Regions from separate parts of the Zea mays genome. Here regions 1 and 2 are each linked to region 3. The links are chromatin contacts, called in public Hi-C maps. All regions are on one chromosome and are shown on one strand. The core of a region is the stretch at or near the end of the contact, and the rest is flanking DNA. Distances in the headings are between cores, read along the strand shown.

Region 1 (3,965 bases), core at 1,140-3,639, 410 kb before region 3:
AAGTATTAATTAGCATAATTGAAGAATGCACACTAAGACCAAAGATAACATGTGGAAATTTACAAATGACTCATAAAAATTTTAACAAACAGAAAGTTTGAAATGACATACACTAAAACAAGATCAGGTAAGAAGAATAAAGTGAAAATATCGAACCTTGAGATCAACATTTGAGCGGTAGCATAAGGTGGAACTAAATTCTGGATCTTTCAATATTGTGCGCCATTTTCCAACTCCATGCCTTGCTATTCCAGCTCTAAGAGCAGCCTCTTCCTCAGAAGTCCACCTTTGTTTTGGAGCCCCCATTCTTAGGCCAAATCACCTCTGGTCAGTATAATGCAAACATGAGTGTGGACCTTCTAACATGAATTCTATTTGTAAGAACTTTGCACATGCAGGTAAAATAAATAGCTACAAGGAATATGACAAGGGCTGAACTATATTTAGTCATTGCCCATGCCAAGCATTGAGTATCCTTAAAAATGATTACTGTAAGAAATTTTGACAAAAAGAATCTAACATATGCAAGAAAAACTAAACAGAAACGAAAGATTCTTTTCATGTGTACAATATATAGCCATTCACGGGTAAAGCAAATTATACAAGAAAACATTTGCCATACTGTGCCTCAGCCCTCAGAGACTCCACATATTTCAATTCAAATACAGCCTATCATATCCATTGTAGTATACAGGTACTAGTTAAATGGTACTAACCTCAACAATGGCCTATGCAACCCGACCAGTCAAAAGCGCAAAGGACTTCCAAGGTAACTTCAGAATTACTTGTTTCCCAGAAAAAAAATGAGTTAAAACATGTAAAAAGTGGCAATTGTCAGGTCCAACTGTCTCCAAACTTTGTTCATTTATACATGAGTAATCCCATTGCTATATCAAAAACCCTATGTTGTAACACCTGAAATGTTAAAAAGAGCAAGAGGAATATCAGCACAAAACATAGAATATTCCTATGTAACTAGGGAATTAGTATAACATAAGTCACAAAAAAATATCACATAAAGAGTTAACGAAATAACAGAGGAACACATTTCAAAAAGTGGGAAGGCGCTTCACAATGGTTTTTTTTTCTTCAAACTTGCCATCACACCATTCTTGAAGTTCCCATTATTAGAAAAATATGAAGGATAATCAATTTCATTCAAGTTGCTAGAGCAGGGTCGTTCCTTGTTCTTTTTGTTTCAGGTATTTGTTGTTTTTCTAGTCTTCTAAGGCAACCTTTTCTTACCTCTAGTGAGATAAGAGGGTTGTGTTGTATGGTACAGTTCTTTCCCTCTCTTTAATTAATATAAGGATACACAGTTCTACTGCATGAAAAATGGAGATGTGATTCAGGCATCTAAATGGCTAGTCTGAGTAAGATCATACACTGTACTCACATAGGTGCCAGCATGCATGGTCCTGCCAAGCATACCATTATCACTAAACAATATTAATCCATGTCCTAGCTAGATTTAAGATTGAATACATTATGAATCGGTGATGCAGAAACAGGAGGGCAAATAGTGGACATCTGTACACTGACACTTGATACCTATACAGGCATTGCAACACTCTCTTTCCTCAAAACTAATCGGATAGTGCTTCAGAACAAAGGATTTAAAATATTTTACCTGCATAACAACTGAGGCAGCAGGAAATCGCAACACCATAATGTCACAATTTATATACCAGTGATTTAAATTCATGCAGAGAAAATATCTTAAGCTAGAGTGCACTATGTGCACAGACCACAACCATAATAGAAATATCAAACAGAGATAATGCAAGATGGTTTGCTTTTGAATTAATCCAAAACAGTTTCGCGTAAGCCACATCGAAATTGCATACCAAACTTAAAACAGGCCAAGGGCAATCATATATCCCTCAGATCCAGGGCAAGACAAGACTTAGCGTGGACCATGGAGCATGGGGTTCAATCAAATCGCAATTTCTTTGTAAAACGAAGTGAATCATATCTCGGGTCCAAAGTGCTAGGCGTCATATGGCACCCCATTGGTTTTGGATTGGAACCGAGCCAGAACTATGGAACTGCGTGAACGAACGGGTTGGATTAACATAGTCCATAACGAAGGAAGAAATTCGCTACCAATTCATGCAGATAGAGATGAATTTGAATTAACTGCTCTGACGACCCGCAGCCCATCGTTGAAAAATCCAACCAAACAAGGTGCTAGGGCTTACCACCAGATGAATCAATCCCGTGTTCGGATAGATCTCCGCTCCACGTTGTGCAGTCCAACCTGAAGCTAGTGGAGTGGGAAGAAGGAAGAGGCGGCAGGCGACGAGGAGGACGATCGGGAGAGGGAAGAGTGCCGGCGCGGACCGTGGAAATGAGGCTGGAGCTCGGCGCGGCTCGGGCACCTGTCAAGGAGGGGACACCGAATGGCGGGTGGCAGCCCGAGCCCGGAACGATCGAGGAGCCTGTTTGGCGTGTTTCCCTCCACCCGTTTGGTTGCCTTGCTCCCCCCGTGCCCGTCCCCCGTTTCCTCTCCTTCTCCAAAGCTCGAGCTCGATCCACGCAGACCTCGATCCGGCGGCAATGAGCTCGATTTGGATGGAGGAACTCGATTCGGTGGAGGGAAGCTCGATTCGAGGGCGAAGATGTCGAATTGGAAAGTGGGTAGTTCACAAGGCTGAATCGTGAAGTCCAGTATCTTAATGCACAAGAAACTCTATCCAATATCATTATTAGTATCTAATACTCCATCTGTCATAAATTAAAGTTCGTTTTAAGGATATTTTCTAAAATTAATTGAGACATCCAAACAATCTAGTTAATAGTTAGCTATTAACTACTTTTAGTAAATTAGTTACTCGTTACCTAACTATTTGTTAATTAGCTAATTTTATTAGCAATTTTTAGCCAACTAAATATTAGCTCTAGTGTATTCAAACACACCCTTAATTAATTAATGAGTTAATATAATATTTAATATATATATTTTATATATGTATCTAGATTCGTCTTAAACCATTTGAATATAGATATAAAACTAAGATCTAAAATGACTATTATTTTGAGACGGAGTAAAACATATATTAGCTAAAAATTCTTCTCTAGTTATTATTTGTTTAACTATTAAATTATGTAATCATATGATTCGTTATACTTGAAGTTAAACTTATTTTGTTCGTTTGTTTGACTTTTTGAGCGATTTACATATTACAATTAAGACTTTTCTAGTAGATACGGGTTACCCAAAGGATATAATTATCGATGCGAGTATGGGTGAGGGAATAATATACACGCGAGCGGATATAGGTAATTCTACAAATAGAATATTTTTTGATGAGGCGTGGGTACAAAGTGAAATTGGATGATGGGTATTTACCTACTGTCATCCTTATCAAGGGTGACTAGAGCTGTCAGCATGAGCAACCTTGTTTGGCCAAGTGATATTTCTGGGCGTGAGCAATCTTGTTGGGCCAAGTGATATTTTCGAGTGAGGCGAGGCAACTTGCAAGAATGAAAATATGGCAAATGTGTTATCTTAGAGTATGTTCGAGATCTGATTAGTTATTGGGGAACATATGTGGTGCAACCATACAACCAAGACATAAACACGGAGGTGGAAGGGTAGTAGATACGGGTTACCCAACGGATATAATTACCGATGCGAGTATGGGTGTGGGAATAATTTTATACACGCGAGCGGATATAAGTAATTCTACAAATAGAATATTTTTGATGAGGTGTGGGTATAAAGTGAAATTGGCTGATGGGAATTTACCTACTGTCATCCTTATCAAGGGTGACCAGAGCTGCCAGCATGAGCAACCTTGTTTGGCCAAGTGATATTTTTGGGCGTGAGCAATCTTGTCGGGCCAAGTGATATTTTCGAGTGAGGCGAGGCAATTTGCAAGAATGGAAATATGGCAAAGGTGTTATCTTAGAGTATGTTCGAGATCTGATTAGTTATTGGGGAACATGTTGGGGACTCGTTC
Region 2 (3,704 bases), core at 200-2,699, 370 kb before region 3:
AAATAATTACTGGCACTTTGCTTAAAAATACATTTATTTTATTAGCACCATCGGTTTCTTCGGGGAAAAAAAGGAAATTGCAACTACAAATTAAAGGTTTACCAAACGGCCGCGACGAAATGAGAAGGAAACATAAATATCTAAAACACGAGTGTGTGCGTAAACAACATGCGTAACAATAGCCAAGCAATGACAAGTTCGCTGCGACGAGACGATGCACACGGAATCATGCATGGATCAACGTGCGTTCGTGTGCACGATGGTGCACCAAAATCGCGCGGGCGCGGACGTGCGCGTACATGCCGGACTGCCGGCCGGGCGCCAGCAGCTGCTAGTCGAGGCCGAACGCCTTCCTCATGCCGCACACGAACTGGAACACGTGCTCGGCCTCCGGCAGCGACTCGGCCACGCACTGGTTCTCCCGGACGCAGCGCTCTGCCCACGCCGCCAGCGCCGGGCACTCGGCGGCGACGCCGAAGCCGCCAAACCGCTCGTAGGTCAGGAACCACGGCGCGAAGGGCACCAGCGCGACGTCAATGTAGCCGAGGGCGTCCCCGCCGAAGTACGGCTTCCCGCCCAGCTCGGCCTCCAGCGTCTTGAGCGCGGCCACCGTGTCCTTCGCCGCCGCCTCCACCGCCGCCGCCGCGCCCTTGGGCTGCCGCCACACGCGCATCGCGCAATCGTTGAGCTGCAGATTAATTAAAGCTAGATTATTAGAAGCCTAGACTAGATAGGTATATTGATCTCGACGATAGACCATCTTAGGATGGATGGACGCGCGCGACCACCTTGGTGTCGACGTAAGAGGCCCAGAAACGGGCGTGGGCGCGTGCGTAGGGGTCGGCGGGGAGGAGCCGCAGCTCGCCGGCGGTAGAAGAGAAGGCGTCGTCGATGAATTCGAGGATGACGAGGGACTCGCACACGGGCTTGCCCCCGACGATGAGGACGGGGACCTTGGCGTGGACGGGGTTGGAGGACAGCAGCAGCGGGCTCTTGGCCGCCAGGTTCTCGGCCTTCTCCTCGTACACCACGCCCTTGAGCTTCAGCGCGATGCGCACGCGGTTGCCGAAGGGGCTCACGGAGCAGTTGAGCAGCACCACGCCTCCCTCCATTGCCTCCGATAGTCCGATCCCTTGGAAGCTGCTTGTGCTTTATTATCAGCAGACGATGGGGCCGGGACGCTCGATCGCTAGCTGATGACTGGAGCTTGCATTGCCAATGGCTTCTTGATTCCACTCCATGTCTATATATATAGCTAGCAGAGCAGATGATGCATATGGCAATCTGCTAGATGTTGAGCTACGAGGACGAGGTGCTCTTTGGACGGGCCGGAGGTGCTGCCATTTTTCTTGCTGATGGAAATCAACAGCATATGCTGATAGGTCATCATCGACCGGACGACCGCACCAATAATAATGCATCGAACGATGCATGCATGTCTTCGATTGTTTCGTCGCTAATAAATTGTTCGTTTCTGCATGTGAGCATGTCCTAGCTCTCTCTATTTAATTTGCTTCTTTGCATGCCGGTAAAAAAAATGTCAGGCTATGCAGCTTCGTGCGGCTCCCGGCAGCGGCGCTGCGAAGAGTTCGAGACGTCTTCAACGTCCGTCCATGCATCTTCCTTGTGGACGTAGGACGCCGGATGTTCCTAGGCTGGCCGGGCGCCGGATGTCAGTGTGACGGAGAGGTAAAGCACAGCTTAAAAATCCAAATTAAAATACAAGTTCTGCAAAGCTGCGGTAGTCTTGCTATGATTCTTGTCAATGACATATAATATCGTGTTGTGAATTCCAAGGTTAATCGTGCGTCACGTGCTTACGTAGGTCTGACACCCTCTCCGCTTTTCGTCTAACCATGGATCTAATAAGCTGTTACACCATAGATAGACTATAATAAACCAGTTAAGCCAAACACGACAAGAAGCCAAACGCAACACACCGCTTCCACGTAGTATGTATCACCTCACTAGCTGAATGGGTATGGGCAACCAAGCAAGCTATAAAAAGCGCGGTCAGATTTTTTTCCAACTCATAACTTTCTCGGCCTCTTGGCTAAGATAGAGTATAATATTTGTTATTTTCGGTTTAATATCTTATATATGGACCATAAATTCTTTTTTATATTAAATATATAATTATCAAATATGATTGTGTCATCGCAGCGCACGAGCATTATACCAGTATCACTTTAGTTATCTTATTACCCATCGAGGTCTACGATAACAAAAAAAATGCCGTAGTATAGTTTTCCTTCAATCCAAATGTTTGCAAATTCCGAACCTTAATTAATTTATTTTCAGTCATGAGGTCTTCTGTTTGAAGCTCTTTGTGTGACCTTCATAGAAGAGATGAAACGAGATCCAACAGTGCGCGTGTCTGGTGTAGATGTTGGTTTTAGCTTAGATGTTTGGAGACCTTAGAGTTTTGGATACCCGTATTGCAGAGAACTCATTTACTGGTATGGGAGTTGGAACTGGAATGAAAGGGTTGTGAGGCCTGTTGTTGAAGGCATGAACATGGGATTCCTACTCCTTGCTTACAACCAGATCTAAAACAACTGTGGCGTGCTTCACTACACTTGTGATACGTGGCCATGGTGGTGTCGGTCAACTCGGAGAGCAGAACACTCACAACGTCCGGAATCATATTTTCAGTCGATCCCTGGCCTGGCCTAATGAAAGCTGCCTGCCATCAGGAGTGAGAACCCTGTGTTGTTGTTTGAGCACGTACTGCACCGGTCAATGAAAGATCCAAAGCAAATTCCCCGAATGGCACAGCCTACACGAACATTGGTCGGTAAATTGGTAACTAATGCTTGTACAAACTGCCAAATGTGGGTACTACAGTAAAAATTAGCGTTCAACGTAGAGTATCAAAAACCATATCAAATATTCAACCTTCTCTGTGGTTGGAGGTGGCATTCCATTGAAATATTTAGAGCCCAAGGATGGTACTCATCACTGATCCATCGACTCAACGATGTCCGAGGGCACACGAGTGCACCATTCAGAGTTGCAAGTTATACAGGTGATCGCAAAACACGACGGACCGTCTTTTGGTAAAAAGGCAACAAGGACAGACAAAAAAAAAAACTCAGGCCAGCAGTGCAATCATTTATCATGTTGCACTCAGGCAAAGGTCACCAAAAATGCTACCATACGCCAGTAGGGCAGTGAGTCATATCCATAGTTGCTCCTTGCGGTACTCTCTCACAATGACCGGTACACTAGTTGGCGGAAGCTGCAACAGGAAACAACACAATCAAATACTGATCAAATGGCACACATGTCATCTATCTATAAACCCTAAACAAATTTGGAATAAACTAGCCATCCATGTATAACCGCAGAAGCCAACAAGTTCAGGACAATATAAGAATAAATAGATTACAAGGTCAAATTAATGTGATGACAAATATCAGATTTTTAAGGAAACAAACACAAGCATAGGTGCGTAACTGTCAGTGCGTAAATGCTTGGAGTTTAGAGTGGCATGGGCCTACACAACTCAGCAGATTTGTTTGGTGCAACAAAACACAACAAGTTAGCCTAGTTCAAAGGTCGAGCACTGGATGGTTCGTACATAGGTTATCAGCTGCTTCTACACTCTACAGAAACTGTGCCAAGTCGTGAGTAAATATTCGAAGAGAGAAAACACTATGTTGAAGATGTTGGATACAGAGAGTTTGTTATGGTTAATTTGA
Region 3 (3,731 bases), core at 356-2,855:
ATGACGAGTCATGGAAGAGGACATGACAATCAAACTTATTGTGACCCTCATCCCAAGCAATGGAGTCGTAGTCTTTGTGGACAAGTCCGCAACGAGAACAGGTCACCGCGCGTAGGAATTTAGCTGCATGTCGAAGACCTGTAGCGGCGACACCTATCCCGGACGCGACTTCACCATGCAGACGATTCCGCGTCTGGGATAGGGCATCCGCCGCCGCAAGCAAGCCATCGACAACTGCTGCTTGGAGTCCATCCGCAGCTGCTTCGTTGAGGCCCTCCACCGCTTTGTGTAGACCGGCCAGCAGCACGTCAATCGGAAGTTCTTTTGGCGTCGTATTTTCACCCCTCGGCGGCGACGCAGGATCCATTTGGACTAGCTAGACGTATGGCTGCTTCGATGTTTGTGGTAGATGTATGGTTGCTGCTTCAAGACTAGGAGTGTATGGCTAGGAAGACATCCTGCATGTGAATAGAATTAAAAATCCCTAGAATCTCTACCTTGCCTTGTGTGTGTATGCATAAACAGTAGTGGATCCACATTAGCCAGAAAACCACCGTACATGGAATAAACCGCCATAAACTTCATCGCTGTCATTTACTCTCTAATCATATGCAGAGCAAGGGCACATGTGTCCACATTAGCTAGAAAACCACCGCACGCCTTGTTTCATGGGAAAAAATTGAGAATCTTAGACGCCTTGTTTCATGGGAAGGAGGGAATATGTGGTTAAAACTTCAGTGAACATGTATGATAATTTATGTGTGGTCATGCCTATGTGTTGTGTGTTAAAATTTAAGAGTGGACATGTATGAGTGTATGACCAATTATATGCGGACAAGATTGTGTTTTGTGTACTTTTGTGAATGAGACTTGTATGTGGATGTGAATGAACAACTGTGTGGTTAGGATTTGTTTATTGTGAGCTTTTCCGATTAAGTTACCGTTTCCCGATCAATTTCGAGTTATTTTGCTCGGATTTATCCGTTTTCGATATACCGGAATTTACCGGCCGTTATCCGTTTACGACTTTCCCATTTTTCCGACCATTACCGACTGTTTTCACCCTTACTCGGCGCCACGCGTCCAGTTGGTGTCAACCACGACCAGGTTAATGAACAACATGTCCTTGTTGAAGAACTTGATATAAATTGAAAGATTGATGTTGCTGTTAAATGAGAAATGAGAGCATCTCCAAAAGATTAGATAAATGGTTTGTCGAGCCAAATTTTGGCTAATCAAAGCAAAATAACTTTTCAATAGATTAGCTATCTAATCGTCAAGCTATCTGACTCTTCAAAATAGCTCTCTTGCTCGCTAAAATTAGCTAGCCACTCTGACTAGCTAGATAAATAGTCTGTTGAAGTAAGATTATATATATATATATGTAATATTAAGGGGGTGTTTGGTTTATAAGGACTAATTTTTAGTCCCTACATTTTATTTTATTTTAGTTGCAAAATTGCTAAATATAGAAACTAAAACTCTATTCTAATTTCTAAATTTGGCAATTTATATTCTAAAATGGAATAAAATAATGGGACTAAACATTAGTCCCTATAAACCAAACACAAAAATAATGTGAACCATACATACTCCTTCGAGCACGTTCCCATTGCGCTTTCCCTCGCCATTTCGCCCCCGCCCCCCAATCTCTGCGTCTCTAGCTCTCGGGAGAGGCGGCTCGCCGCGACATCGATCCCGACCGGGCACCGGCTCACCCCGGCCCCCAGCGTAGCAGCTCGCCACTAGGGCTAGCGCTCTGTCCATGGAGGATGACGAGTACGAGGATGGGATGGACATGGGCTACGGCGGGCATCACCAGCGCGGCGGCGGCCACGCGGGGTACGGCGCGGAGGAGGACGACGAGATGGGGTATGGCGAGGGGGGTGGGGACGGGGACGAGATGGAGGAGGAGGCGGATGGGGACGCCGAGCAGCAGGAAGATATCACGCAGGACGACGCCTGGGCCGTCATCTCCGCCTACTTCGAGGAGAAGGGCCTCGTGCGCCAGCAGCTCGACTCCTTCGATGAGTTCATCCAGAACACCATGCAAGAGATTGTCGATGAGTCCGCCGACATCGAGATCCGGCCCGAGTCGCAGCACAACCCCGGCCGTCAGGCCGAGTTTGCCGAGGTTGTCGCCCCACTCTTATTGACCGTTGCAAGTGTGGCCTGAATTGTTCACTATTTGCTGGTAATGATTGAGCAATTAGGCTGGGGCGCTGGGGGAGCTTGGTATGACGTGATGTCTCGGTAGCATAGGCCACCCTCATCACTTTTGCCACCCTTTCTCTGGGCTCCTGCTTGATTAGATGTCTCCTTAGGGTTTTGGAACTAGTCCGAACAGGTGTTCGATTTTATGGCTGGAGGGTCAATTTTGCACCCTGACATTGGTGGTCAGAGGGTTGTGGAATTGTTCAGTTGCAGTGTCTAGATTAGCTTCTGCTGAAGTTCCTCCAGTGTAATATATGGTAGGGAATTCTTGAGTTTCACAAGGATAGCACAAGGAGATTCTAGAGTGTGTTTTGTACATTGACGAGGACATTTGTAGTGAACTAGTGATTTCAGTTGGTACTAGTCATATATTGAGTTGACCTTATGGCTTATGATGAAGATAGCACGTCTCATGTTTCATGAGTTGACCTTATTTGCTTGAGGAGCTGACTAGTGTGATTTGCAATTAATGCATAATACCAGTAGAAGTGCTTGCAAAGGAAAACACAATTTACAAATTAGCATTGAGAATTTCTGTGAAATCAATCATCAACAGCAAAGGACTCATTATAAACAAATAAGTCTCAAGACCTTTTTGAATTCCCTTCAAGAAGTCTGTAAAACATGAACTGGATTTATGGATGTTATTCCACAGAAGTAATCATCAGTAAATACATAACATATTTATGCTTGTCTGGCCACTGAAGAGAACTAAACATTTTCCCTTTCCTTAGTAAGTATGCAAGATTATAAATTGAAACTTGTATTAAAATCTTGAAGCTCTATACAGATATCTTTTGATAGTGTCTGAATTCAGTAGTTGCCTTCACTATATTTGTGGGGCTGCAATGCAGATCCGAGATTGCATAGTAAATAAAAAAAGGGTCTTCTGATCATAGCAATCTGATGTTTTGGTCATTTTAATCCTTTGCAATTTACAGTTTTTAGCAATATATCATGCCATCATAGTCAATATGTGAAAAATATCCATGAAGAAGAAAATAGCAACCAAAGCCTGAAGCATAACCAACACAAATTTATCAATAGCTTTTTTCTTTGGTGGTGTGTGTTTCAGTGGAACTCGAATTATCTTATTATTCATCATTTTGCTAATGGTCTTGTGACATATAGTTTCTGTTATATTCTTCATTAGACTCTGCACAAGATCAGCTTTGGTCAAATCTATCTCAGCAAGCCAATGATGACTGAAGCCGATGGAGAGACAGCTACTTTATTTCCAAAATCAGCAAGGCTCAGGAACCTGACATACTCTGCTCCACTGTATGTTGATGTGTCATACAGAGTAATGAAGAAAGGACATGACTGTGAGGAAGTTACAGAGACTGCTGAGTATCCAAAAGTGTTTATTGGGAAGGTACTGTACTTAACATATAAAGAAACTTTTCTCAATTCCGCTGTTCTCTCCTCAACCCTCTAATATTCTGCAGGTTCCAATCATGTTGCGTTCTAGTTACTGCACACTGTATCAACAGTCTGAGAAGGATCTCACTGAACTT

The links. Hi-C and Micro-C count contacts between places; a contact is called where the count stands out from the background.
Region 1: a contact with region 3 is called in a Hi-C map of ear, with 2.5 times the contacts expected there. The contact joins the promoter of LOC542683 here to the promoter of LOC103626041 in region 3. A contact is called at or near these places in 5 of 25 Hi-C or Micro-C datasets (ear, endosperm, leaf and 1 more).
Region 2: a contact with region 3 is called in a Hi-C map of tassel, with 1.9 times the contacts expected there. The contact joins the promoter of LOC103626044 here to the promoter of LOC103626041 in region 3. A contact is called at or near these places in 6 of 25 Hi-C or Micro-C datasets (ear, endosperm, leaf and 1 more).

Annotation. Positions count from the first base shown.
Region 1 is chr5:17,854,669-17,858,633 of Zm-B73-REFERENCE-NAM-5.0, reverse strand. It overlaps LOC542683 (single myb histone 6), which reads right to left and starts at 2,389. Exons shown (of 8, transcript NM_001112200.1): 1 at 2,202-2,389; 2 at 717-915; 3 at 157-324. The coding sequence starts at 306.
Region 2 is chr5:17,815,013-17,818,716 of Zm-B73-REFERENCE-NAM-5.0, reverse strand. LOC103626044 (probable glutathione S-transferase MSR-1) reads right to left here and starts at 1,449. Exons shown (of 2, transcript XM_008646424.1): 1 at 789-1,449; 2 at 332-688. The coding sequence starts at 1,112. The coding sequence ends at 332. LOC100304117 (translation initiation factor eIF-2B delta subunit) reads right to left here. Exons shown (of 7, transcript NM_001165599.1): 7 at 2,886-3,241. The coding sequence ends at 3,179. It also overlaps the pseudogene LOC111589514.
Region 3 is chr5:17,441,630-17,445,360 of Zm-B73-REFERENCE-NAM-5.0, reverse strand. LOC103626041 (DNA-directed RNA polymerase II subunit RPB2) reads left to right here and starts at 1,605. Exons shown (of 25, transcript XM_008646421.2): 1 at 1,605-2,134; 2 at 3,368-3,589; 3 at 3,663-3,731. The coding sequence starts at 1,766.